Linked DNA regions of Mus musculus: regions 2, 3 and 4 are each linked to region 1. A link is a contact called in public ChIA-PET and HiChIP or PLAC-seq data. All regions are on one chromosome and are shown on one strand. Each heading gives the region's core, a stretch centred on a gene start, on an enhancer-like site or on the middle of the called end of the contact. The rest is flanking DNA. Distances are from core to core; before and after follow the strand shown.

The links. ChIA-PET counts read pairs in DNA pulled down with a chosen protein or histone mark. HiChIP or PLAC-seq counts read pairs in DNA pulled down with a chosen protein or histone mark.
Region 2: an RNA polymerase II ChIA-PET map of memory CD8 T cells shows a contact between it and region 1, with 6 read pairs. The contact joins the promoter of 9130023H24Rik here to the promoter of Rnf40 in region 1. A contact is called at or near these places in 5 of 39 promoter capture datasets (erythroid cells, liver, neutrophils and 1 more), 1 of 484 Hi-C or Micro-C datasets (neutrophils), 1 of 115 datasets of contacts at active chromatin or transcription factors (memory CD8 T cells) and 1 of 9 other capture datasets (liver).
Region 3: a contact with region 1 is called in an RNA polymerase II ChIA-PET map of memory CD8 T cells, with 98 read pairs. The contact joins the promoter of Taok2 here to the promoter of Rnf40 in region 1. A contact is called at or near these places in 2 of 39 promoter capture datasets (hematopoietic stem and progenitor cells and liver), 3 of 115 datasets of contacts at active chromatin or transcription factors (bone marrow-derived macrophages, embryonic forebrain and memory CD8 T cells) and 3 of 9 other capture datasets (adipose tissue, liver and pancreatic islet).
Region 4: a contact with region 1 is called in an H3K27ac HiChIP or PLAC-seq map of bone marrow-derived dendritic cells, with 4 times the contacts expected there. The contact joins the promoter of Ppp4c here to the promoter of Rnf40 in region 1. A contact is called at or near these places in 3 of 39 promoter capture datasets (cranial neural crest, embryonic stem cells and pre-B cells), 3 of 484 Hi-C or Micro-C datasets (embryonic stem cells, muscle stem cells and uterus), 6 of 115 datasets of contacts at active chromatin or transcription factors (bone marrow-derived dendritic cells, bone marrow-derived macrophages, effector CD8 T cells and 3 more) and 2 of 9 other capture datasets (adipose tissue and liver).

What each region holds. Positions count from the first base shown.
Region 1 is chr7:127,587,100-127,590,108 of GRCm38.p6, reverse strand. It overlaps Rnf40 (ring finger protein 40), which reads right to left and starts at 1,411. Exons shown (of 20, transcript NM_172281.2): 1 at 1,298-1,411; 2 at 981-1,184; 3 at 430-597; 4 at 211-352. The coding sequence starts at 1,112. Ccdc189 (coiled-coil domain containing 189) reads left to right here and starts at 1,514. Exons shown (of 9, transcript NM_001033040.3): 1 at 1,514-2,232; 2 at 2,514-2,545. The coding sequence starts at 2,020.
Region 2 is chr7:128,236,756-128,239,455 of GRCm38.p6, reverse strand. It overlaps 9130023H24Rik (RIKEN cDNA 9130023H24 gene), which reads left to right and starts at 1,425. Exons shown (of 1, transcript NM_177001.3): 1 at 1,425-2,700. The coding sequence starts at 2,037. It overlaps Armc5 (armadillo repeat containing 5), which reads right to left and starts at 2,099. Exons shown (of 6, transcript NM_146205.2): 1 at 867-2,099. The coding sequence starts at 1,329.
Region 3 is chr7:126,883,373-126,886,284 of GRCm38.p6, reverse strand. Taok2 (TAO kinase 2) reads left to right here and starts at 1,318. Exons shown (of 16, transcript NM_001163775.2): 1 at 1,318-2,379. It overlaps Tmem219 (transmembrane protein 219), which reads left to right. Exons shown (of 6, transcript NM_026827.1): 6 at 1-66.
Region 4 is chr7:126,791,134-126,793,964 of GRCm38.p6, reverse strand. It overlaps Ppp4c (protein phosphatase 4, catalytic subunit), which reads left to right and starts at 1,418. Exons shown (of 9, transcript NM_019674.4): 1 at 1,418-1,542; 2 at 1,742-1,904. The coding sequence starts at 1,807.

The DNA.
Region 1 (3,009 bases), core at 162-2,661:
TGGGCGTGGTGGCACACGCCTTTAATCCCAGCACTCGGGAGGCAGAGGCAGGCAAATTTCTGAGTTTGAAGCCAGCCTGGTCTACAAAGTGAGTTCCAGGACAGCAACTTCTGCTTCCCAAGTGCCGGGCATTTCGGTAGCCCCACATCAAAGTCACCTCCTCCTCAAAACCTTTCTGAGAACATAAGCTCCCCAGGGCCCTGGTCCTACCCCTCAGATCTGATGTCCCTGGGTCTGGTCGAGGGATCACATCACGGGTCAGGCCCTCTTGGCACCCAGGCACCTCTGTCCCTGAAGACAGTTCCCTCTGGTTCTCGTAGCACTGGAGGAGGGCTTCTACAGTTTCATCCAGCTGAAAGAAGAAAGAACAAGAGGTTAGGAATGCCTCAGGGCTTCTCCCAGTAGGACGCTCGCTCTTCAGGCATCCACCTGGGCCCAGTAGCGGTTGACGATGAGGAGTGTGGCATCATCAGTGGCCTGCCTCTTCTCCAATTTCTCAATTCTCTCCCGGAGCTCATCCTCGCAGGCTTGCCGCTGCTCCAACCGCTCCGCCAGCTTCTTGTTCTTGAACTGCAGTACCTTGGAATCCATCTCCTCCTACCAGAAGGGAAGAGGCAGAGTGTCGGGCAGGACCCTGAACCATCACTGACACACAATAGGACAAGGATTAGACTGAAAGGGGAGAGGTATATAGCAAGGCTCAGACACTTGCAAAGAGAATATGCTAGTCATGAGAGCTTCACATTCCGTTCCTGCCCCTACCTGTTTCCAACTCAGACACATCACACAGGACTTACGGGAACATATGTGCGCATAAGTAAAAGGCCAGAAGGGACTCCGTAAAGTTGTTCTCTGATCACATTCACGCCGTTGGCACACCCACCCTCACCACCCGGTTTGTGTATATACACACGAGCACACACAAGATTCCAAACACTTTGGGCGCAGGCCAAATGTGACTTTCGCAAAAGCCCACCAACCGTGGAAGAAATGCCGCCGAGACGAATGGGTTCGATTAGAGTGGTCGTGGTCTTCTCCTCGCGGTTCATCTTCTTCTCTGGGGGTCCTGAGCCCCCGTCGCCGGCGGCGCGCTTGTTGCTGAGGCCAGACATAGCGGCGGTGGCGGAGGGGCAACTCAGGGCTCTCCGGGGCTGGCAGGCGGGTGGAGGCGGCACTTCCGTCACCTGCAGAAAACAGAGAGCTGAGCTGTGGATGCGTCTGGAGCTCCGCAGTCCTGAGCGTCCCCCTGGACATATCTCCCGGACCCCGCCCCCGCCGGACGGGGGTCCGCACTTACCGTAGGGTCAGCCAAGCGCCACCATCTTGGATTTCACCGGACGTCACCGGCCGCCAGACGCACAGCGCAGGCGTCAGAGCCGCTCCGGATGTGGCGAAACTTATTTCCTGTTTCTATTGGTAGCTCTTGGTTCCTCCTCTCGAGTCTTTTAGTCCCACCCCTCCAACCCCGCGACGGACTGTATTTCTCTTAATGATTGGCCAGCAGGCGGTTCCCATAGTTACTGACCCCGCAGTTGCACTAGGAGATGGAGGGGTGGAGCCTTTGCTGCTGTTCGGGGTACTCGGTACACGACCCCTTGTAACTCCAGATCCAGAGGATCCGTCATCCTCTCCTGGCCTCCGCGGAGCCCTCCCGAACATCCTGTACATATGTGCGCACACGCACGCACAAACACAATCTTTTAAAGATTTAAATTAAATCTTTAAAAAGACCGACCCTCAAAAGCACCCTTACAAGCAACTTCTAAGAGGCACGTGCAACTCGTTACGCATGCGCTCTATCTTTTCAATGATTGGCGTGGGCTTGTACTTTCTACTTTCCTTAACAACGGTCACCGGGGAGACAAGTTGGGAAGACGCCCTCTGCGGATTGGCTGCCTCTCGCTTCACCGCCTCTGAAGAAACACTAGAAGGGGCAGGACCGGGCTTTGCAGTGGGAGAGCTGGCTGTCCCAGAGCCCAGGCTGGAGAGCCCTTGACTGAGGCTAAGAAGGACGAAGAGATGATTACCCCCAGTTCCAGCCAGAGCCTGGGAATGAAGGTGCAGATGGAGTCGGAACAATCTCCCAAATTGCAGGAGGAACTGGACAGGAGTCCCAGCTCGGTGGACGGCTCGGCCATAAGGAACGGAACAGACATGCAGACCGAGTCGCCCGCAGAAGCCACTAGTAGCCCTGTGGAAGTGGCTGAAGATCCTGGAGCCAACTTGTTCCCGGTGAGGGCGGGACAGAGTTGTCCTCTAGTGAATACTTAGGTTTCCCAAAAAAGGTGCCGCCAGTCATTACGTTTATCAACATTAGGGAATTTCCTGGAGTTGCTTTGATTGTAAATAGGCTGCTAAATAGTATTTCGAGCCCACCGAAGCCCGGTTTTACCTATTTTGCTATAGTTAAAATTATAGCACACTCAGACCTGCTAGAAATTCATGAGGTACTAGGGACTAGGGGATACATACTGTCGTATCTATTTGTCCCATAATCTGTCTTCTCTCCGCAGCCACCACTACCCCAGCCCCGGATCTGTATGTGGTGAGTGTGGAGAGCCCAGGGGAAAAGTTACACTTCTCATTTGTATTACTCCTGTAAGGTGTCCTCAACAGTCCTGTCCAGCCAGGGCTCTCCAGTTTTACAAAGATGAGACTGAGAAGTGCTCAAGGTAACGAGTCACCAGCGTGCCAGGTGCCTCAGTGTAAAGTGGCGGTGTGAGAAGGGAGGCAAAGGCAGGAATGTACACAGCTGCAATGATGGAGCACTGTGCACACCGATGCCAAGGCCCAGGGGACTTCATCAAGGTCACACAGAGCAAGACAAGGACTCAAAGTTGTTTTTTGGGGGGTTTTCAAGACATTGTTTCTCCTTGTAGCTTTGGCTATCCTGAAACTCACTCTGTAGACCAGGCTGGCCTCAAACTCAAGAGATCCGCCTGCCTCTGCCTCACAGTGCTGGGTACAGTGAGTGTACCACCACTACCTGGCACAACTCTTTTCTAATCA
Region 2 (2,700 bases), core at 176-2,675, 650 kb before region 1:
CACTCCGGCAACTGCGGTGGGAGGGTATTACCAGAGAAAGGAATATGTCAGGAAGAGCGGCTGAAGTGGTCATGTAGTCCAGGTAACTTGGCTTGAACCAAGTTAACTTTTATCCCTGCCAATCAAAAGGCAATACGGCCCAGCACAGCAGGCAAGGTTAGAGAGAACTTGGCATTCCATCAAGCCTACTGTCAAACACATTACTTGCAATCTATGCAAGTTTAAATATAAAAATGCTTCACTTTAAAAATTAAGATTTTTGTCAAAATTGAGATACAGGACAGGCAATGATGCAACTTTGTTCCCATCATCACCATAAGGAGGCGCCAAATCACCCGGTACACAGAAAGGCTGATCCTCTGCTGGAATTTGTTTCCTGTGTTTAAGTACCCACTTATGCTTGGAGTCTGGGCACTGTACATTTGAATTTCATTTTCTACTCAACTTCAATCCTGTCGGGTAGCTATTGTTATTACACAAAGAATTCTTGCTTTGGAGGGGTTGGGTGATTTGCTTGGTATGTCTGACTTTTAAACTCACTTTCTAACTTTTAAAACTACACTTTCTGGCCTCCTGCTCTTCCATGTGAAGCCTTGCACAGGGACGGGTACTGTCCCCGAGAAGCACCAAAAACAAAGTATAAGCCACTTGCTCAAAAGTGAGGCAGGAGTCAGTATCTACTTCTGGTCTGGGCAGGTCCAGGTCTAATTTATGGAGAGAGCAGTGACGTCACATAGCATCACACCTGAGGAGATGAGTGGCGCTGCACCATCACAAAGCATGTACTCAGAGGCCTGGCATAATGGAAGGGCAGCGCAGATACTGTGGGTTGGAACCTTTCTAAGAAATGGGGGCGGAGCACTTACCCAAAGGGAGAATGCCTCCAAGTCTCCGCACTTCGGCCCGGCACGCCCCTTCTGTACAGCAGTTGGCTAGAATGCTGAGCGCCAAATCCAGCGTCTTGCGCAGGCGCATTGGCAACGAAGGCGTCAAGAGCGACTCGGCAGCGGGGGCGTGGCCAGGGGTAGAACCAGCTGACGCAACCGACGAAGGGGCGGAGCCAGAGGCTGCTTGGGACGGGGCGGGGCCCGCAGCAGCCGTTCGGCGGAGCAGGGCGAGAAGGGGGCGGAGCCCGCCGCGTGCCCGGAAGCGCTCAATCCCCTCTGCCGCCTTGATGTGGCGCGTGCGAAGAGCTAAGAGCGCGCGGCCCAGGGGTGTCTCGTTGGTAGCTGGGTCCTTTCCCCCACCTGGCCCCTCCCCGGCCGCCGCCGTGAGCTGCGCGAGGCAAAACGAGAGCGAGTCCGTAAGGGCCGGTCTCGCAGCCGCCATCTTGGCCCGGGCCTCAGGCTCCGCCCCGCGTCTCGCCGGTACTCTGAGAGAGCGGAACTGGAAGAGGGGGGCGTGGCCAGGCTGCTCCTCGGAATAGCGCCGCCGCAGTTATCTTGCGAGTCGGAAGTTCAAGTTCTAGATTCTGGAACTCCGGTACTTGCACAGTCGCAGAAGACATGGCGAGAATGGTATTTATCTGTGGGAAAGTAAGAGGCGCGTGCGGTGCATGCTGGGATATGTAGTCGGCGCCAAGCTTAGTGCAGTTTAAGTGGGTGAGAAACTCCTCCCGGGGCCGAAGAGTGAACTGTTGCTCCTAGGATCAGACGCCCCGCGGTGGAGTCTTAGTGCTGTCCTGTGCTCCCCAACGTGACTTAGCCACTTCGCTCCCGGTACGTCCTTGTCGGCGACGTTCAGACTTGATTGGCAACCCTCAAAGCGCGGTGATCAATGGCTCCGAAAGCCGGACTGACAGACTCGCAGAACCCCAAGCCGTTTCAAAAGTGCTAAGTTCCCGACAGAAAGGTCTCGCCAAGCGAATGAAAGAGTTAAACCTACCGGGAAAGTTCGCTGCCACTTCCTAGAGTCTCTCGGGCTTGGGGACCTTTCCGTTTCCGGTACCGGCCTCCAAGCCTCCAGTGCCCCGTTCTCCAACTGTGCTGATGAGTTAAACGGGTGGCATTTAGGAAACCGAGCGCTTTTCGGCCGCAATGGAACTTGCGGCTCCAGAAGTGACCAGGGAGAATCTAGATGGGGCTAAGCTGCTGGAGAACCGGACGTCAAAATTCCCGGGAGCCCCCAGGTCGCCCCTGGATCGCGAGACCGCGCTACATGAGCGCCCCCTCCTGGCGCGGCCGGAACAACCAGCCCCCGTGGAAAAAATGCTGGACCAGCAGTACTTATGTAGGTCAGGCTCTGGCCCCAAGGAAGAAACCTTTGTCAAGACCAGTGATCCTGCAGTCCCCAAAGCTTTCAAGTGTAGGGATTGTGGGTTGGCTGTACCCAGTCTCTCTGATCTCATTCACCATCAAAGCAGCCATGGGTGTGACCGCCCTTACAGCTGTCCAGAGTGTGACAAAAGCTTCCGGCGTGGCTCAGATCTGGTTAAGCATTACCGAGTTCACAGTGGTGAAAAACCATACCCCTGCCCAGAATGTGGCCGTTGCTTCAGCCTCAGCTCTAATCTCACTAAACACCGTCGTTCTCACTCAGGTCTCCGGCCGCACAAGTGCATGGAGTGCGGAGAGGCCTTTGGTCGCAGTGCAGACCTAGCAAAACACCAGCGGGTGCACACTGGGGAAAAGCCCTATGCGTGTGCTGAGTGTGGAAAGACTTTCAGGGTTAGCTCCAACCTGATCCAGCACCAGCGAACTC
Region 3 (2,912 bases), core at 69-2,568, 700 kb after region 1:
AGTTTAGAAGACCTATTACAAAAAGTGAAGAACTAGACTGTGGGAAAATAAATGGCTTTTGACTACTATTGTGTAAGGTACTTACTGGGGATTGGATTAAAGTAAATACTGGGGACTTTTCCTTGTTGACGTAAAAGAATTTTTTTGTTTTGTTTTTCGAGACAGTTTCTCTATGTATCCCTGGCTGTTCTGGAACTTACTTTGCAGACCAAGCTGGCCTAGAACTCAGAGATCCTCCTGCCTTTGCCTCCTAAGTGCTGGGATGAAAGGCACATGCCACCACTCCATGGGGGCTTTTCTTTCTTATTGGGTGTGCTCATGCCATGGCCCGTGCATGGGGGTCCCAGAGCAGTTGTGCTCTCTTCCTCAACCCTTGCATGGGTTCAGGGGATAGAACACAGGTTACCAGCCTTTTCTCAGCAAGCACATACTTAGTCATTTTGCTCCTGTCCAATTTTGTGGCACTGTGGGTTGAATGTAGAGCCTCGCCTACACTAGGCAGGCAAGCACTCTACCACTGAACAGGCTCCCCAGCCTTGTTTTGTCACGTCTCACTATAGAGCCCTAGCTGGCTTCAAATTCAGAGATCTGCCTGCCTCTACCTCTCAAGTTGCTGGGATGAAAAGCCTGGGCCCCCTGGCCTGGAACTCAAAATCTTTGGATGTCACCCTCTCTAGTTTCCTGATGATTAGCGTCTTGTTACCCTTGTTGACCTTAGTTTGAAATACAAGTTGGCATAGGTCACTTAAAACTGTGGCCGTGTTGGTGGATTTGCTTTGGAAAATATTTGTGGTTTTTTGTTCTTTGTTTGTTTGTGTGTCTGTTTGTTTTTTGTTTTTGATACTGGAACTCCATTAGGTTACATACCCTGCAGAACTGGTATCCTCCTGCCTCAGCCTCAGCTTGCTGAGTGCTGGAATTGTAAGCATTAATCTAGCACTATATACTCTTTAGACACACTGTGAACACAACTGTGCTACTTTGTCATTTGTTTTCTTCCATGAACTTAAATTGATGTTCTGTGTATGAAATGCTTAATGCGTTTTGGCAAGTTATACAATCCTACTGGACCTCAATTTTCCAGTAGGGATTTGACCCATTGGGTTTTCCGAACTTTGGCACATCGTTCTCGCACTTGGGAGCTCAGGTTTAGTTTAGATACTTGTGAACATAATAATGGTCCGGTTTCCCGCCTTTCCGGCGCCCAGCTGCCAGCAGCCTTGCTTTACTCCTTTCAGCCTTTACCCTGCACGCAGGCGCAGACCACAGCTTTCCTTCCTAGAGCACCCCCTCAGAGCTTCCCCTAGCAACAGGCTCAGTCGCAGCGCGAAAGCGTGGCGGGCGCATGCGCCACAGCTCTCTCCACCAGCAGTCCTTGGACCGCGCGCTTGGGCTCCACCCCAAGCAAGCCAAGCCTTTCTCCTCTCCTCTTCCCACCAAGGATCCGCGTGGCGGGGCGCGCGCGCACTTGGGCTCGAAGGCAGCTTGTCGTCTGGGCCGCGGCGGCTACTGGCGAGGGGCGGGGCTATTTCCTTTGGGGCCCCACCCCTTTGGCCCGGCGTGCATACCGCGCCTGCGCGCTCCCGCCCGGTCTCCATCTTGGAATTGGGAGGAAGAGAGAGAGGGAGAGAGAGGGAGGCCGGGACGAGAGCAGGGCTGTGGTGCGGTGAGAAGCTGAGACGAAAAGGAAAGGGAGTGAGGCACAGGGACCATCAGCAGCGCCTCCGCTACAGTCCTTCAGCTGTTCCGGAGAGAGAGGACGGGAAAGGGAGTAGGCCAGGGCTGGAGTAGGGGCTGTCACTCTCGGACCCCAGCCTTAGAGGGGCCGTGCAGCCGGGCGTCCTCGGGGTGGGCCCCTTGTCGTGGCCGAAGACCTGGGGCTCAGGCCCCTGGGTCCCAAATTTTGGGGCTTGGTCCCTTGTTTCTCAGATACCCAGGTATCAAACCCTCGTATATCAGATATCTGGGACCCAAAGTCCCAACCTTTACAAACCTGGGTCTCTGTTTTATAGAATTTAAAATACCTGGGATTCAGGACCCTGTGTGCACCAATATCCGGGGTTCATCCTCCAAGCGATCAGATATCGGACTCATTTTTAGCCCTTGCAAATATACGGGGCTCAGACCCCACAATCGGAAATCCGGGATTCAGCAACTGTCGCCCTCGAGTTGGGGGAGGACTGGACCGCGAGGTCAGATCAGGTTGTCACCCCCTCCCCTCCAGGGGAGGCTTCCCGGGCCCGCCCCTCAGGAAGGGCGAAAGCTGAGGAAGAGGTGGCGAGGGGGAAGGTCTCCTTGCCCCTCTCCCTGCTTGTCAGAGCAACTGGAGTACCCCAGGCGGAAGCGGAGGCGCTGGGGCACCATAGTGACCCCTACCAGGTGAGAGACATGGGTGTATGGGCATGAGCCCCTCTGGTCAGCTCCATGCCGAGAAGCTGGGGCTGGGTAGGCCCTCTCCTCAGGATAGGGATTCCTGTTGGGCCCATGGTCAGTCTCTGGCCAGCCCAGTCTGCTTCTGTTGCTACCTCTTCTCCCTTTCTCTTGCCTTCATTGTGTCTGGTTGAAGGGGTACTCTCAGGTGACAGGGCCTGTCTTGTCACCAAGGGTCACGCCCTAGGATGCTTAGCCAATCAAATGGCTTTCCACCTTTCTAGTCTTTATTAATTTTGCCCTCACAACCACCTCTTCATGATTTTATTATACTCTTTTTTTTTTTTTTTCCCCAAGACTGCTCTAGGGTGTTGATTCCCATGTAGGTGGACTGGCTTATTTATTTATTTAGATTGAGACAGCCTTTCTGTAGCCCTGGGTGGTCGATCTGGCCCTGGAGTCCAGTCTTTAACCTCTTTACAGTTTTGACTACAGGTGCAAGCCACCACACTGGGAACTTATATTTTTTTCTGGCTTGGTTT
Region 4 (2,831 bases), core at 169-2,668, 800 kb after region 1:
GGCGATCCTTTTTATTTTATATACATTGGTATTTTAACTGAAATGTGTGTATGTGTGAGTGTTGGATCCTCTGGAACAGTTGTGAGCAGCCATGTGGGTGCTGGGAATTGAACCCAGGTGGTTGGCAGGCTGGAAGAGCAGTCAGTGTTAACCACTGAGCCATCTCCCCACCCTCTATAAGAAAATCTTAAGGCACATAAAAATTGTTCAAAATTGAGAGGGACAATAGAATACTGAAAAAGAGGGAGTATGGTGTGCAGAAGATCAATAACCTGCTCTGCCTACAGCAAAAGGCAAAGAGAAAGGAGGCAGACTGCATGCACTGCGAATTTGGGGAGCTCCAGGGGCTGGCTTAGTGTTTGTGTTGCTTTGAGTTTCAGCAAATGAAAGGTGAAAGCCAGACCTGAAAACCACTTTTTTCTGGATTAATTTTTGTTTTTTGCTTTTTGAGGCAGGGTTTCTCTGTATAGCCCTGGCTGTCCTGGAACTCACTTTGTAGACCAGGCTGGCCTCGAACTCCCAAATCTGCCTGCCTCTGCCTCCTGAGTGCTGGGATTAAAGGCGTGCACCACCAAGTACAGCTATGGATTCATATTTGAGCTTTGATTGAAACTCCAGACTTTCAGCATTCAACTGTGATCAAGCTAGCCTCCAAACCCATTGCCACCTTCAAGGAATATGTTCAGGCAATAAGAAGCATTGTTGGGTGTGGTTGATTAATATCTGGGCTGAGATTCGCTGTGAAATCTGGGCTATTCTAAGCTACAGTGCAACCCTGTCAAGAAAAAAAGTGAACTATTTTGGAAAAGCTTGGTGTCCAGAGAGTGGACACTTAAAAAATTTTTTTTCAATTAGATTTAAGCCTCCGTGTTTTCTCTCATCACCATATGGGTTCTGGGGATCCAAATCAGGTCAGTAGGTTTGGTGACAAGTTCTTTTATCAGATATGCTATCTTCGTGAGGTGACCGCCCCCCGCCAAGTGTTTGCTCTGTAGCTTTGACAGCCTAGTATCCACGATCAGCCTTAGCCTCCTGAGTTCTGGGATTACAAATAGGCCACTATGTCTGGCCCAGGTTCGGAGCTCCTCCATGGGACCGTGGCAAGAAATGTGGACCAGGATAGGCTCTTTCATTGAACAATTATTTATGCATATCTGCAATACTTGGCCTTATTCTAAACACCGGAGAGGCAATGATGAACAAGGCAGTTTTATCCGTGAGATCTGTAATAGAAGCAGCCCAGGGAATAATGTAATGTGAGATGAGAAGCCTACCGCGGCTCGCCTCACCAGGCATACACAAGTACACCAGGCGCACTGCTGTATTTGCCTCCAACCAACTTCGCCCGCCCACTTCCGGCTACTTCTCTTCTCCTTCCCGGTGCCTCAGCGAGGCGTGGCTCGTGTGCGTCACTTCCGGCGCGCGAGAGCACTGGTTTCCCTTTGCTTCCGCGGCGAGGCCGGAAGTAGAAGCGGCGGTGGCGGAGGCCCAAAGCGGAGGGAAGTGGGGAGTCGAAGAGACTCAGCCGGAGTCTCCGCGGCGGTAATTGTCCGAGGCCCCTCTAGGCCACCGTCCTTAGCGCGGGCCCGCGGGGTTCGACGGGAGTTGGCGGGGTGCGGCCAGGGCAGCGGGACGCGGAGGGTCCTGGGCCGCCGTGAGGGGAGGGGGGGGCGGTCCCAGAATCGAGTCCCCCCTCCCGCACGGACCCTCTGATTGGCGGGCTCGCCTTCCCTTTTCCCAGGAGACCCCTGTGCGGTCCGGAGGGGGCGGCGGCCCCGACTCTGACCCGCGCCGGGGGGGTGGGCCATGGCGGAGATCAGCGACCTGGACCGGCAGATCGAGCAGCTACGGCGCTGCGAGCTGATCAAAGAGAGCGAAGTCAAGGCCCTGTGCGCCAAGGCCAGGTGAGCCCGCGGAAGGGACTCCAGCCGGTCGCCCCGGGGGTCTCGGCCGGGCAAACTCCGCCGAGAACTTAGGGCTTGCCCAAGCCCGGAAACGTCGCCAGAGAGAGGTCCGGAGAGCCACTTCTCCCCAGGAACCACGGGGCGGCTGTGTATGGGTTTCTAGTGGAGTAAGAGCGAGTGGCAGGAAGTTCTAGGGAACTCAGGGAAAATGGCTTGCCCTGCTGGGGTGAAAGTTTCTTGGAGGGGCTGAGTTCTCGGACAGATTCTTAAAGAGTGAGGAGATGGTTCAAGGCAAGAAAACAAAACGTGATTTGCGAAAGCCTCTCAATCCCGTCAGTCCTTAAAAGAGAAAATGACTTTGTGTCTAGTTTAACAAACAAGGACTCCAATTGTTCAAAATTACCAGCAAGGAAGGAATGGAATCTGAAGCCAGATCTTGTGAATACGGATCCTTTTAGTTATGATTCTGGAAGACGGAGTTGAGCCACCTTCGTGTTCCATTACGATCCTAAGAAAAACAATAAATAGGTCACACTAGAAGAGTTTCAGACTAGCTCATTTTACTGAGTTGAGGTCTTTTCAAAAAAGGAAGAGTTTTTGAAAAAACTCACAGCTTCAACACAATTTTTTTTAAAGATTTATTTATTATTTTTATGTAAGTAAACTGTAGCTGTCCTCAGACACACCAGAAGAGGGCATCAGATATCATTACAGATGGTTGTGAGCCACCATGTGGTTGCTGGGATTTGAACTCAGAACCTTCAGAAGAGCAGTCGGTGCTGTTAACCATTGAGCTATCTCCAGCCCCTCTCAACAGCCCCTCCCAAGCCCTTGGGATGCCAAGAAAGGAGAATGAGGGGTTTAGGGTCATCCTAAGCTAGGTCAAGGCCACAACATGAGAGCTAAGCATGATATGGATATGGAGAG